Linked DNA regions of Sus scrofa: all the other regions are linked to region 2. The links are chromatin contacts, called in public Hi-C maps. All regions are on one chromosome and are shown on one strand. Each heading gives the region's core, a stretch centred on a gene start, on an enhancer-like site or on the middle of the called end of the contact. The rest is flanking DNA. Distances are from core to core; before and after follow the strand shown.

The links. A called contact is a pair of places that touch in the nucleus more often than the background predicts.
Region 1: a contact with region 2 is called in a Hi-C map of skeletal muscle, with 3 times the contacts expected there. The contact joins the enhancer-like site here to the promoter of YAP1 in region 2. A contact is called at or near these places in 1 of 5 promoter capture datasets (liver), 11 of 47 Hi-C or Micro-C datasets (fetal heart ventricle, fetal skeletal muscle, heart right ventricle and 6 more) and 1 of 2 datasets of contacts at active chromatin or transcription factors (skeletal muscle).
Region 3: a contact with region 2 is called in a Hi-C map of skeletal muscle, with 4 times the contacts expected there. The contact joins the promoter of BIRC3 here to the promoter of YAP1 in region 2. A contact is called at or near these places in 1 of 5 promoter capture datasets (liver), 10 of 47 Hi-C or Micro-C datasets (embryonic fibroblasts, heart right ventricle, liver and 4 more) and 1 of 2 datasets of contacts at active chromatin or transcription factors (skeletal muscle).

Annotation. Positions count from the first base shown.
Region 1 is chr9:32,944,667-32,948,295 of Sscrofa11.1, reverse strand. No RefSeq gene overlaps it. Among named protein-coding and RNA genes, the nearest start is that of BIRC3, 57 kb to the left of the region's middle. Within about 2 kb of position 1,490, at least 70 of the 83 cell types and tissues checked have an H3K27ac peak or open chromatin away from gene starts, as enhancers often do. A contact at or near this core is called in fetal skeletal muscle, liver, omental adipose tissue and 3 more, where this site is marked.
Region 2 is chr9:32,809,820-32,813,535 of Sscrofa11.1, reverse strand. It overlaps YAP1 (transcriptional coactivator YAP1), which reads right to left and starts at 1,907. Exons shown (of 10, transcript XM_021062706.1): 1 at 1,769-1,907; 2 at 1,585-1,766. The coding sequence starts at 1,907. It overlaps LOC102157672 (a long non-coding RNA gene), which reads left to right and starts at 1,904. Exons shown (of 2, transcript XR_002335614.1): 1 at 1,904-3,024; 2 at 3,637-3,716.
Region 3 is chr9:33,001,586-33,004,841 of Sscrofa11.1, reverse strand. BIRC3 (baculoviral IAP repeat-containing protein 3) reads right to left here and starts at 1,272. Exons shown (of 10, transcript XM_021062707.1): 1 at 247-1,272.

The DNA.
Region 1 (3,629 bases), core at 241-2,740, 140 kb before region 2:
GCACAGAGCGATCGGACATTAAACCACTGTTCAGTGGGTTTAAACAAGGATGGCAGCATGGTTATTAGCTAATCCTGCAAACTGCTGTTTCAAAAGAAATGTTCGGTGGCCAATCATTGAAATAAAAACATAACCAACTCACATATCACCTAACAGGAAACAAAGGGAGCAGAATAACCCCTCTAACTTGTTTAGGCTTCTAATCCCCCAAGCCAGCCTGCAAGCCTGAGCCTGAAGCCTCCTGCCCTGCCTAACTCCACCTTGTTTGGCTTGGTCTCCAGAACATCTTTAGGGAGGGGCTGGTCTTAACACAAGTCTGATAACACTTTTCACTGCCTCCTAGCTTCTTGATCCCGGCAGCCAGGCACATGGAGGTGAGGGAGAAAGTAGGTTTACCAAGAGGCAGTTGATTAATGCAGGTATAAAAGTTTGCTACCCTCCCCCCAACTGAGTAATAAAATTTGCCTTGGAACCAAGCCTGATTCATAGAGGGGATACTGAAACCCAACACAATCCCACTTGAAGAGAGAGAATTAACAAATCTTTCTGGTTGTTACTGAGAACTCAGGATCACCTGACCTGAAAAATTCCAAATGTTTTTTTTAGACTCTAGAAGAATTCTTCGTTTGACCCTCCACAAGAGGCTGCTAACGGTGGGGAACTGGGAAGCTAAATTGAACCTTGCATCTATGTGATCTCTACTCAGAGGAATTTTTCTACAATCCAAGTTAGATCATGTAACTCTCTTGCTTAAAATACTTCAATGGTTTCCCTTTAAGATAAAAATCTATAGCCACTAAAATTTTATAATTTAGGAGCTCTTTCATGAGCCAGCCCTGCAATTTCACCTTTCCAGTCGGCTTCCCTCTGTCTTTGCTTTCATCCCATCTCTGATCTCCAACCGCAGCCTCTTCTCCCTCCACAGCCCTTCCTGCCCTGCCAGCGCCTCCTGACTTGTTTGTTTTTCCCGTCCCAAGGCTCCCCTGACAACTTGAAACTGGCTTATTGGCCTTCGGTTGCTCCGCGAGCACCCAGCAATCCGGCCATTACAGCACTCAGCACGGCCCGTTTACTTGTCCGTGTTCTCCACTGGCCAACGAGTTCCTTGAGGGTTATTAAATATTACCTTTTCAGGATCTGAAAACTCCTAGACCTTCGGTAGCTATGCGTTCAATTAGATTGAATGTGTAAAGTAACTAGGGCTGAAGAGTATCTACCAGTCCTAGGCACGTAGGTAATTTAGACACGTCTTTCTTTTAATCCTCAAACAGCTCTGAAATGTAAGGGTCATTAACCTCATTTTGCGGAGGAGGAAATTGAGTCTCGAGAGTTCAGTCACTTAAAAGAGGTCCTGTCGGGTGTGGGGCTAAGACGCCCGCTTCCGAAGCAGAGTAGGGCAGCAGCAAGACTGCCTGCGGGAGGGTGGCGCCTTCCCCGCCCGCGCGGCTGCGAATCCAGATCCCGCCCCTCCCACCAGGATGCCCCGCCCACCCCGCCCGGGGTCCCGCCCCCGCAAGGTGCCCCGCCCAACCCGCGCCGGGCGGTGGAACAGTGGCTGGGCGGCTGGGCTGCGGCACCTGCAGCGCTTCCTCAGCGGAAATGCGGTGGAAAATAGCGACACTGCAGTTCCAGGTGGGCTAGGGGCGTAGCAGACGGGAAGGGTGTTCACTGACGAGGAGTCCCTCGCAAATCGTCCTCAGCCTCACACAGAGACATCCGTCGGGCCTGCAGAAGCCATCAGGCCGCCGTGCTGGAAGCTCCTCAAATTCGCCTGTAGCTTAAGTCCAAGGGTGGTTATAAAACCCAACTGTCAGGACAAGTTTGTTTTTTCGACAATATTCCAGCTCTGCCAGGCTGTAAACAATGACTTTGCCTTAGAAGCGGCGGTTGAATAGGACGCCTTTGCAAGAGCCGTTTGAGTTGCATTGCCAAGTCCGAGCTTTTGAAGCTCCTCAGAAGTTGACTTGAATTGCAGCCCGAACCGTATCTTTTCCACAAAGGCTGGACACGTTTCAGGAATCTGGTGCTTCCTTGGAGAATGTTTTCCTCTCCCTGAACTGGAAACAGCTCTCCATGCTCTACCCCTCTTTGTTTGTTCCCATTAGTTGACACTGGCCTTGTCTGTGTCCCACAGAGCCCACCCTGTGTGTTGCAAGCCCACCATGGGGCAGTAGCCAAAGTCACACATATCCTCTCTTCTGATTACAACTCGATGCCTCACCAGGACTTCCACTGGGACATTTCGGAAGGAGGCTCTGGTTCCGGGTCTGCCCTGCATTTGCCTTTTTGGGGCACCTGCTGCTAGGTTTGGTGCCTTCTGTGCCCCACAGCACCATACATTCTACCTCCAAGAGAACTCCCATTTTAAATGTACCTATTTATTGATGTCTCCCCCACCAGGCTAGGAGCTCCTTAGACCACTGACCTTCTGTTGTTTCTCTGTGGGCACTGTCCTGGCACTTAGAAGATGGTTGTGGAATGAATAAGTCCCTTTAGTAGGAAGGAAAGCTTTCCAATGGTGAGGATCCTTGGTCTGTGGTGGACCCCAGAGAACAGGTCAGACAGCAAGATAAACCCAGATAAAGTGTGAGGCGTCGGAAATAAGTGGCTAGCATTTTCTTAATTAGATCTTTTATACACTGAAGTCACTCAGGCTAGGTTTTGAGCCAAATAACTGAAAATTACTGCTTGTCACATCTCTCAGCCTTTCTTCCTCACCTCTAACCCACGCTTATGTAGATATAAATTACCCTGGGAATTCTGGAACTGTTAAATTATTTAGAATTTATTTATATTCAATTAAGTGTTTGTCATCTTTAGCAACCCGCCCCTTTCTCCACTTATTTCCATGCAGAATCAATAATGGGTACCACAGAGATATTAATATTGGGGGTAGAGTTTTAGTGATCATAGCTGCCTAAGTATGAGTTTTTATTTTTCAAAGGAAGGACTTTCTGCTCAACCTCATCTCTGACAGTTGTTCAGTTATAGGTGCTTTTAAATTTTCATTTCGATAGTCAAATGTGTGTTCCCTTTTCCTGCAAGGTTGTATGCCTATTTAACAATGCCATCTGGCATTTCTCAACACATTTTCAGACATGTTTTAGGCCATAAGGAAAGCAGACTTGCTTCTTGATAGTAACACCTCAAATACCCTGGAATTCTGAAGGTAAGAGGAGTGGGCATGCCAAACACAGCATTAGAGTCCCCACTTCTCCTTCAGATTTCTTAAATTTGAAGCAAACTTCAAATTTCAATGTGAGCGAACTCAAAGTTCTCAGTTTTCTGAAACAAAAGGAACATGATTTATTGACCTTATTTAACCAGAGGAAACACATGGTGCCATTTAATACTAAGTCCAGATTTGGATCACATTTTGAGAGTGAGCAATGTCTCTGACTAAACTAAGCATCTCCTGCCGGAAAGGAGTCATGCAAAGCTCAGTTTGCTCAACTGAGAGCAGAGCGGGCCAAAGTTTAAAATTATATTCCCTGGGTTTCTACAGGTTATTAAAATATTTGGCTAAATGGCTGAATACACTTAACTGAAAGTCACAATATTTTCAGATACAACATTTGGAATTGAACTAATTGTTCTTCTTTGGCTTCTCAAATGGCTAGCACAGTCCT
Region 2 (3,716 bases), core at 658-3,157:
CCAGAAGCTCATTTCCAGGGATAAGAGAAAAAAGCATACCTTAGTCTACACCTTTCAAATTGAAGTATTTAGGGCAAGCACCTAAATTGTTTTTTCCTCCCGACTCCTTAACCCAAGTTTTTGCCAGCAGGTTAAGGCAGTTTTTCTAAGTTCCAAAACCCCTTGGTCTGCGGCAAGAGAACGTACCACAGGCCTGCAAATAGGAGGGGCGAAGGGAGTGGGGGCGATAACTGTTCTTTCCACTCAAGTTACAGCCGAGTGGACTAACTACACTGCAGTATTTGGAAAACCAATTAACTTTTGGGCAAAGTTCTTATGCTGAAGTTTATCCTGAAGCAAGTTCTCTTTAAAGAAAAAAAAAAAGTAAGGAAGGAAAGAAAGAAAAACCTACACTAAACAAATCTACTGGGACCGTTCAGAATGTTAACACTTTCAATAATAGTTTCACTTCAATGTTAGATCAAGTTGTCAAAATTATCGAATGCTGTGTATGTGGAACAGCCATGTTCATATCCTCAGTGAGAATTACAAAGCAATGGCGAGCCTCGAATTAGTCATCGCTTCCCAAACATTAACTTCTAATCACAGTTGAACCAGGCAGGACTCGGCCTATGAGTCAACCTGCAGTGCATTATCAAAGGCTTGTGTTAAAACCTAGGCACTGTAAGCACAACTCAGGTCCTGCGCAACGTGCAGATGTGGCTAATTTAAAAGCATTTCAGCAGACTGTAAATAATAGTCTGCAATTGGGAAGCCAACACGTGAACCTACTAGGTTTGATAAGAGTGAGGCTGCCTGAGTTCCAAGGCGCAAGGGAAGGGCAGGGGTGAAAGCACTAACTCCATAAACAACTTCCAGGAAAGTCTGGATCCTGTATTCAGAAAGCGCCGGGGCCGCGAGGAAAATAAATGCTTTCGGGAGGGGGAGGGGGAGAAAGAGCGAGAAACTAAATGGACTGGTTCAACCCCCACCCCTAATCAACACTGGAAAACAAGAGAACAATTATTTGACTCCCCAGGAGACTGAAGTGGACCGAGAGGCCCCGAAGGAAAGGGGGCCCAGGGCTCAACTTCACAAACTCGGCCGCCGCTGGCAGCTCACCCACACACAGATGCCAGAGGCCCCCCTCCCCCTTCCCGGGCCCGCGGCGGCGGCGGCGGCGGCGGCGGGAGCGAAGGTGCGGAGCGCGCGGAGGCGCGCGCATTGTGCAAGCCCACCGTGGCCCGGGCCGACTCTCCCCACCCCCTTCCTTCCTCCCCACCTCCCCCGCCACTCCCGCCAACCTCCCGGGAACCCCAGGAAGAAAGAAAGAAAGGAAAGGGAAAAGCACGCCCCCCGGGGCAGCAACCGCAGAGAAACTCCGAGGGGAAAAACAAATCTCGGCCCCGGACTCTGGGAGAAGTGGGGAGCCGCGGCCGGGCGGGCGTCTCCGGTCCCTCTGGCTCTCCGCGAGCCCCCGTCCCGCCACCGCTAGCGCTCCCGGAACCCCCCCACCGCCGGCTAGGACTGGCGGCCGCCGCTCCCGAGCGCCCCCGGGCTTGGGGCCCGCCGACGGGGAAGTGGGGTGAGGGGCGGCGAGGTTACCTGTCGGGAGTGGGATTTGGGCTCCGGTGGCTTGAAGAAGGAGTCAGGCAGCTTCCGGAGCCTCATGGGCACGGTCTGGGGCACGTTGGCCGTCTTGGGGTTCATGACGGCGTTGAAAAGCGCCTCCAGGTCGGTCTCCGAGTCCCCCCGAACGTGCACGATCTGGTGTCCGGCGGGGGGGCCTGCGTCGCCGCTTGGGACCCCGGGGGTGCCGGCTGCCCCGGCCCGGACGGCGGGCCCTGCCCCTGGGGGGGCTGCGCAGGCGGCTGCCCTTGGCCCTGGGGGGCTGGTTGAGGCGGCGGCTGCTGCTGCCCGGGATCCATGGTTTCTGCCTCCCCCGACGCGCACCCAGACTAGGCGGGCAACGGCTCCACCCGGGCGCCCCGGCTCGACGGGTCGAGAGGGGAGAAGCGGCAAGGGCAGTGGGCCAGCGGCGGGAGCGGCGTTCGCCTCGCTCTCAGGGCCGGGGGGCTGCGCCGCGGCCCCGCATCCCCCGCCCCGGCGCCTCTGCCCCCGCCCTGCGCCCGGGCTCCACTGGTCCGGCGGCTGAGCCTCGGGAGGGGCTGCCAGAGACCCGAACCTGCAGCGCCCGAGAACTTTTTTCCTTCACTCCCCTGACGGATGCCGGACAGCTAGTTGCCTTTCCCCTCCCCCTTTCTCTCTTATTTCCTTTTCGTGTTCCTTCCTTCCTCCCTTTCTTTTCCCCGGCGGCGGCTGCGCCCGACTGAGACAGAAACTTGCCTCGGACGCCAAAACTAAAGTTGAGAGAACCGCCCGCCCGAGCCGCGCGCGGCTCCGCCTCCTCGCGGCTCTTCCTTCCTCTGCGCGCCCGCCCGCACCGAATCTGTGGCCGGCCGCGGAGGGAAACTTTCCCCAGCAAGTTAACTACATTCCTGCAGACTCTGGGCCTCCAACGCCCCTCCCGGCCGCACGTGACTAGCCCGCCCGCCGGCCTGGACTCTACCGGGCTTCGGGCCGGGGCCGGGAGCGTGCCTGGGGATCCGCACCAGGAGGGCGGCTGGCCCGACGACGAATGTTGGGTCTAGACTGGGTTGGAGTTTGGTCTCTGCGGGGAACGCGGCCGCCCTTGGCCGCAGGAAGTCCTCCCGCCCGGCGCGGCCCGTTCCCCGCCAGTCCCCGGGAAAGGTTGAAAGGCTTCCTAGATGCGAAACAGCTAAGGCCGAGAGAAGTCTAGAGAGGACGTGTAAATCCACTTAAACCCTCCCCGCGTTAGCTCTACTTGACCAACTCGAGTGTCAGTATGGGCTCAAAGCCTCAGGACTAGATTGGAGCACAATGGTACCTGTAACAGACACTGATTTTAATAAGGGTCCTTTTTTTTAACGACTTGATTTTTTTAACTTATTAATATGCAAAACACACTTGAATGGAGTAAACGATTACTGTAATTTGAAGCTCGAAGACCAGATCTGTGACAAGGTAATTTACTAAACAAAAAAATTGCCTGTTTAAAAAGTGAAAACTTTTTTTAGTGCTCAAACTTGCAGCAGAGTTATGAAAACCTCAACGCAAAAAAAAAAAAAAAAAAAAAAAAAGCTTAATTTGGGTTATAAGCGGTCATCTGTGTACCTGTCATTCATCCTCCAAGGGATAGGCGCCTACCTCTTTGTTATCCCTGTGCCTGGCACAAGCACGGACTCGGTAAGCAGTAAGAAATGAACAGGTGAGAAGCTCACCCCACGCACCTGGTTCTCCTTGTGGCAGTTATAAATGCAAGGAGTCCATTTGAAATCACTCAGAAGCAATGAGACTTTTTAAATTCATACATTCTGATTTTTTAAAAAGCCACTTTACTGAGATATAGTTCACACACCTTACTATGTGTCCATTTAAGCAATCCAATGTTTTTAGAATATTCTAAGGGTTATGCAACATTCTGATTTTAAATCCACTAGTTAATTCTGAAGAAAACTAGCTTCCTGTTTTAATGATTTTGTCTGCAATGCTAGTCAAACAGATGTATAAATAGAATTAAGCAAGAAAAGGTCCCCTGAGCAAAATAACAATAATAATAATTATCTCTTCCTCCAGCCAGGACATGCCCTGGATAATTCTGAGGAAGGATCTTCATCACTTGATGTTGCCGGGGAAAAAGACTTCAGACCCTCAAG
Region 3 (3,256 bases), core at 23-2,522, 190 kb before region 2:
GCTTTCGAATCTCTCTCTCTCTCTCACACACACACACACACACACACACACACACCAAAAAAAAACCTTCTTTCAACCCCACTTTTCACTTGAGCAACTACCTGTACCTCATCTTCACTTCACTGCCAGGTGAAGTGCACAAATGTCTATGGAGGTCTCCCTCTGGCTTTAGCCAGCACCACTCAAAACAACTCTCGATATGAGTAACACCAATGACGTTCCCAAAACCAGTGGAATTTTTTGCACCTGACACTGAGGTCCACTTCCTCTCAAGAAATGTTGGCTTCTGATACCACTCTCCTGGAATTCCTCTTTCTAGCAGTTCCTTCTCCAACCTCATCTCTTCTTACTTCATCATTTCTAGTGGGCAGCCTCCCTGACTTCCGGCATGTTGGGTGTCTCTACCCTCTCAGGCACTTAGTACATCCATGTCTCTGATACCGGAGGTTAAGCGTGCCTTTTCTGTCTGCCTCCTTCACAAAACTGGGTTTCAGTTCTGTATCAGCCCTCCCACCCCCAACATCCATGCATGCTTGTGGCATGCAAAAGTTCCCGAGCCAGGGAAAGAACCCACACCAAAGCAGGGACAACGTGGGATCCTCAGCCTGCTGAGCCACCAGGGAAATACGACACTAAGACTCTCTGCTGAGAAGTGCGTGTTAGCAAACTTGACTGGGCCCCCAAGCACCCTCATGTGGATGGCACCAAGGACATCAATTTTACATTAATGACTACAAAGTCTACTCAGTGACTGTTTAATACCAGGCTGTGGAGTCTGGCTGATATCTAGGGTCCCAGTACCACTCTCCCCATAGCAAGGGTGTCACCTGTTTGCTCACTGTCAGTGGAGATAAATATAGTAACTACTTCTTAGAACTGTGAGAATTAAACTGTGAGAATTAAACCTGAAGAACCCATGTACAGTCTTCTGAGGTGGTCCTAGAACGTAGCAGGTATTAGAAATACCTAATGTTGGCGATAGAGAATGGCAAAGTTAACATTACTGCTTGTTTTGCATCTGGTAAACACCCCCAGCACTTTTACTAACTGGATTGGTGGCACTACAGCGTTTGCCACGCTGATCACCAGGAAAACCACCAAAAATCTGCTCTTTCTGCCACCACTTAGGAACACTCCTCCATCTATTCATTAAGTAAAGATTTTTTACCGAGTCCTGACTATGCCCAAGCTCTGCTTTAGGCTCTGAGCTGTAACTCATCTGGCACCATCTTGACAATAGAATTAAACCAATTAAAACTTCCCCATTCCACTGGCTCACCCCAAAGGAAAATAGGAACTGCACACCGAGCAGGAAGGCGTACGGAAAGTGAGTGTCGTTGAGGGAGGCGCGGGTCCCAACCGCCCCACCGGCCCTACCGGCTGAGGAGCAAGTATGGGCGGCGGCGGCGGCGGGGAAAGGCCGGAAGAGCGCAGGCGCGCAGGGAAGGGGCGGCCGGGCTCCTACTCTCATCCGGTGTCTGGGGGCTCGAGAGCCCCTCTGGAGCCTCTCTAGGCTCTGCAGCGAGTTTGATTACCGCCTCCCCCGATCCTCTGCGGCTGGCTCCGTGCGCCCCCGGACAGATGCTTACTCGGCTCCTTCCGGCTCGGGAGGCGGGGGCGAGGGGGTAGGGGTCGCGGGCACAGACGCGCGCAGGCGCACAGACACGCACCGCCCCCACCCCACCCCACCCACCCCCCCGCGCGCGCGCGCGCGCGTTCACTCACCCCAGCTCTTGTCGCGGATGTGCTGCTCCGGAGGGTCCACGCAACGAGGATGTGCCGGCCGAGTCTTCGCGGGTGACACGCGTCACACCCGGCTGTTCCTTGCGGGCTGGAGTCTCACGTAGCCTTTTAAAAGTCTCCCCCCGCCCCGCCCCTTCCCACCCCCAGCCGGATCACCGTGTCCCGCACTCTTCCTGGCGGTTTGCTTGAGTGCTGGTGCTTTCCTCTTAAGAGTTAGGGGAACTCCAGCGGTAATAACCACACACACTTCCCCTTAATCAGTGGCCTGGCAAACCCACTCGGGGATTTCCATGACCCTAAAAGCGTGACTGTTTCTTAACAGGGGCGTATCCGCGTGGCATTTACTGAAAGACCTTTGCTTCATTGTTCATGGGTCAGACGAGGAAGGCGGAAGGTGATCGATCATTGGTCAGCCTGTTTGGAAAAGGTCCATCTCCTACAGGGGGGAAAAATCCGAAACTTTGTGAAATTTTCCTGATAATTTGTGCTTTTTGTTCTAATTGAGAAAGTAAAGCATAAATGGAAATGTAGGGGTATGTTTAAAAAAAAGCACAAGATTCTCCCTTTCAGTTTATTTTTAGTGGGGTTTGCTTTTTTGTTTGGTTTGGTTTGGTTTGGTTGGTTTTTATAATTAGGGTGGAGTGGCTATAAAACAAATTCCTCCTTTTGGTCTTCTATCTCACAAGAGATGTCTAAATTACCACCATAGTCTCATGGAAACCTGATCTCAGAGTCTTAACTAGACTGCCATATTTTCCTCTACATTCTCTGCCTAAGCTATAATTAAGCACATTTATCTAAAGACACTGCAACACAGGGTAACAGATTGAGAGAACTCACCTGATTTTCCTGTCTTCCAGTAAATCAAAGATATGAAGCATTAAAGGCAGAACCCATATTACTCAGAACGTCATCATCCTGTGGAAACAAGAATGCAGTACAGTCAGGATAAGCTGGGGTATCTTCCGTATTAGGTGGATTTTGCTGCTCATAGCAGTTAGAGCTCCAGTTGGAATTATATCAGAAAGATTGCTTACCCATCATGGAAATTTCAAGCCACATGAATTTCAATCCATTTTTGAGCCTGCTTAGTTCAAAACTTTATAAGCCGTTTCAACTCATCTTTGAGCTGATGGAAAAAATACTGTGGTCCTTATATACCAATAATCATATAACCAACAAAATGATTTTGAAAAAAAGAGGAATATATTCTTTTCACATTTTTAAATTAATGTTAAAACATAAAAGTTGTTGTAATTGCCAAGGGACTACAAAATGTAGACATAGATGTTTTAGGATAAAACTGATGAACACTTTTAAATGTATTCAGTGGGCTATAAATATGACAGCCATTTGATACTCTCTGTCATTAATGTATCAGCTCATCTTTAACAATTGAAAATAATGCATTACTGCTTTTGGTCCTTGGACATTTTACTTCCCCACCGAATTTTAATATATGTTTATAATGAAAACATTTATGACCGCTCTGGCACACATTTATGAATCAAAT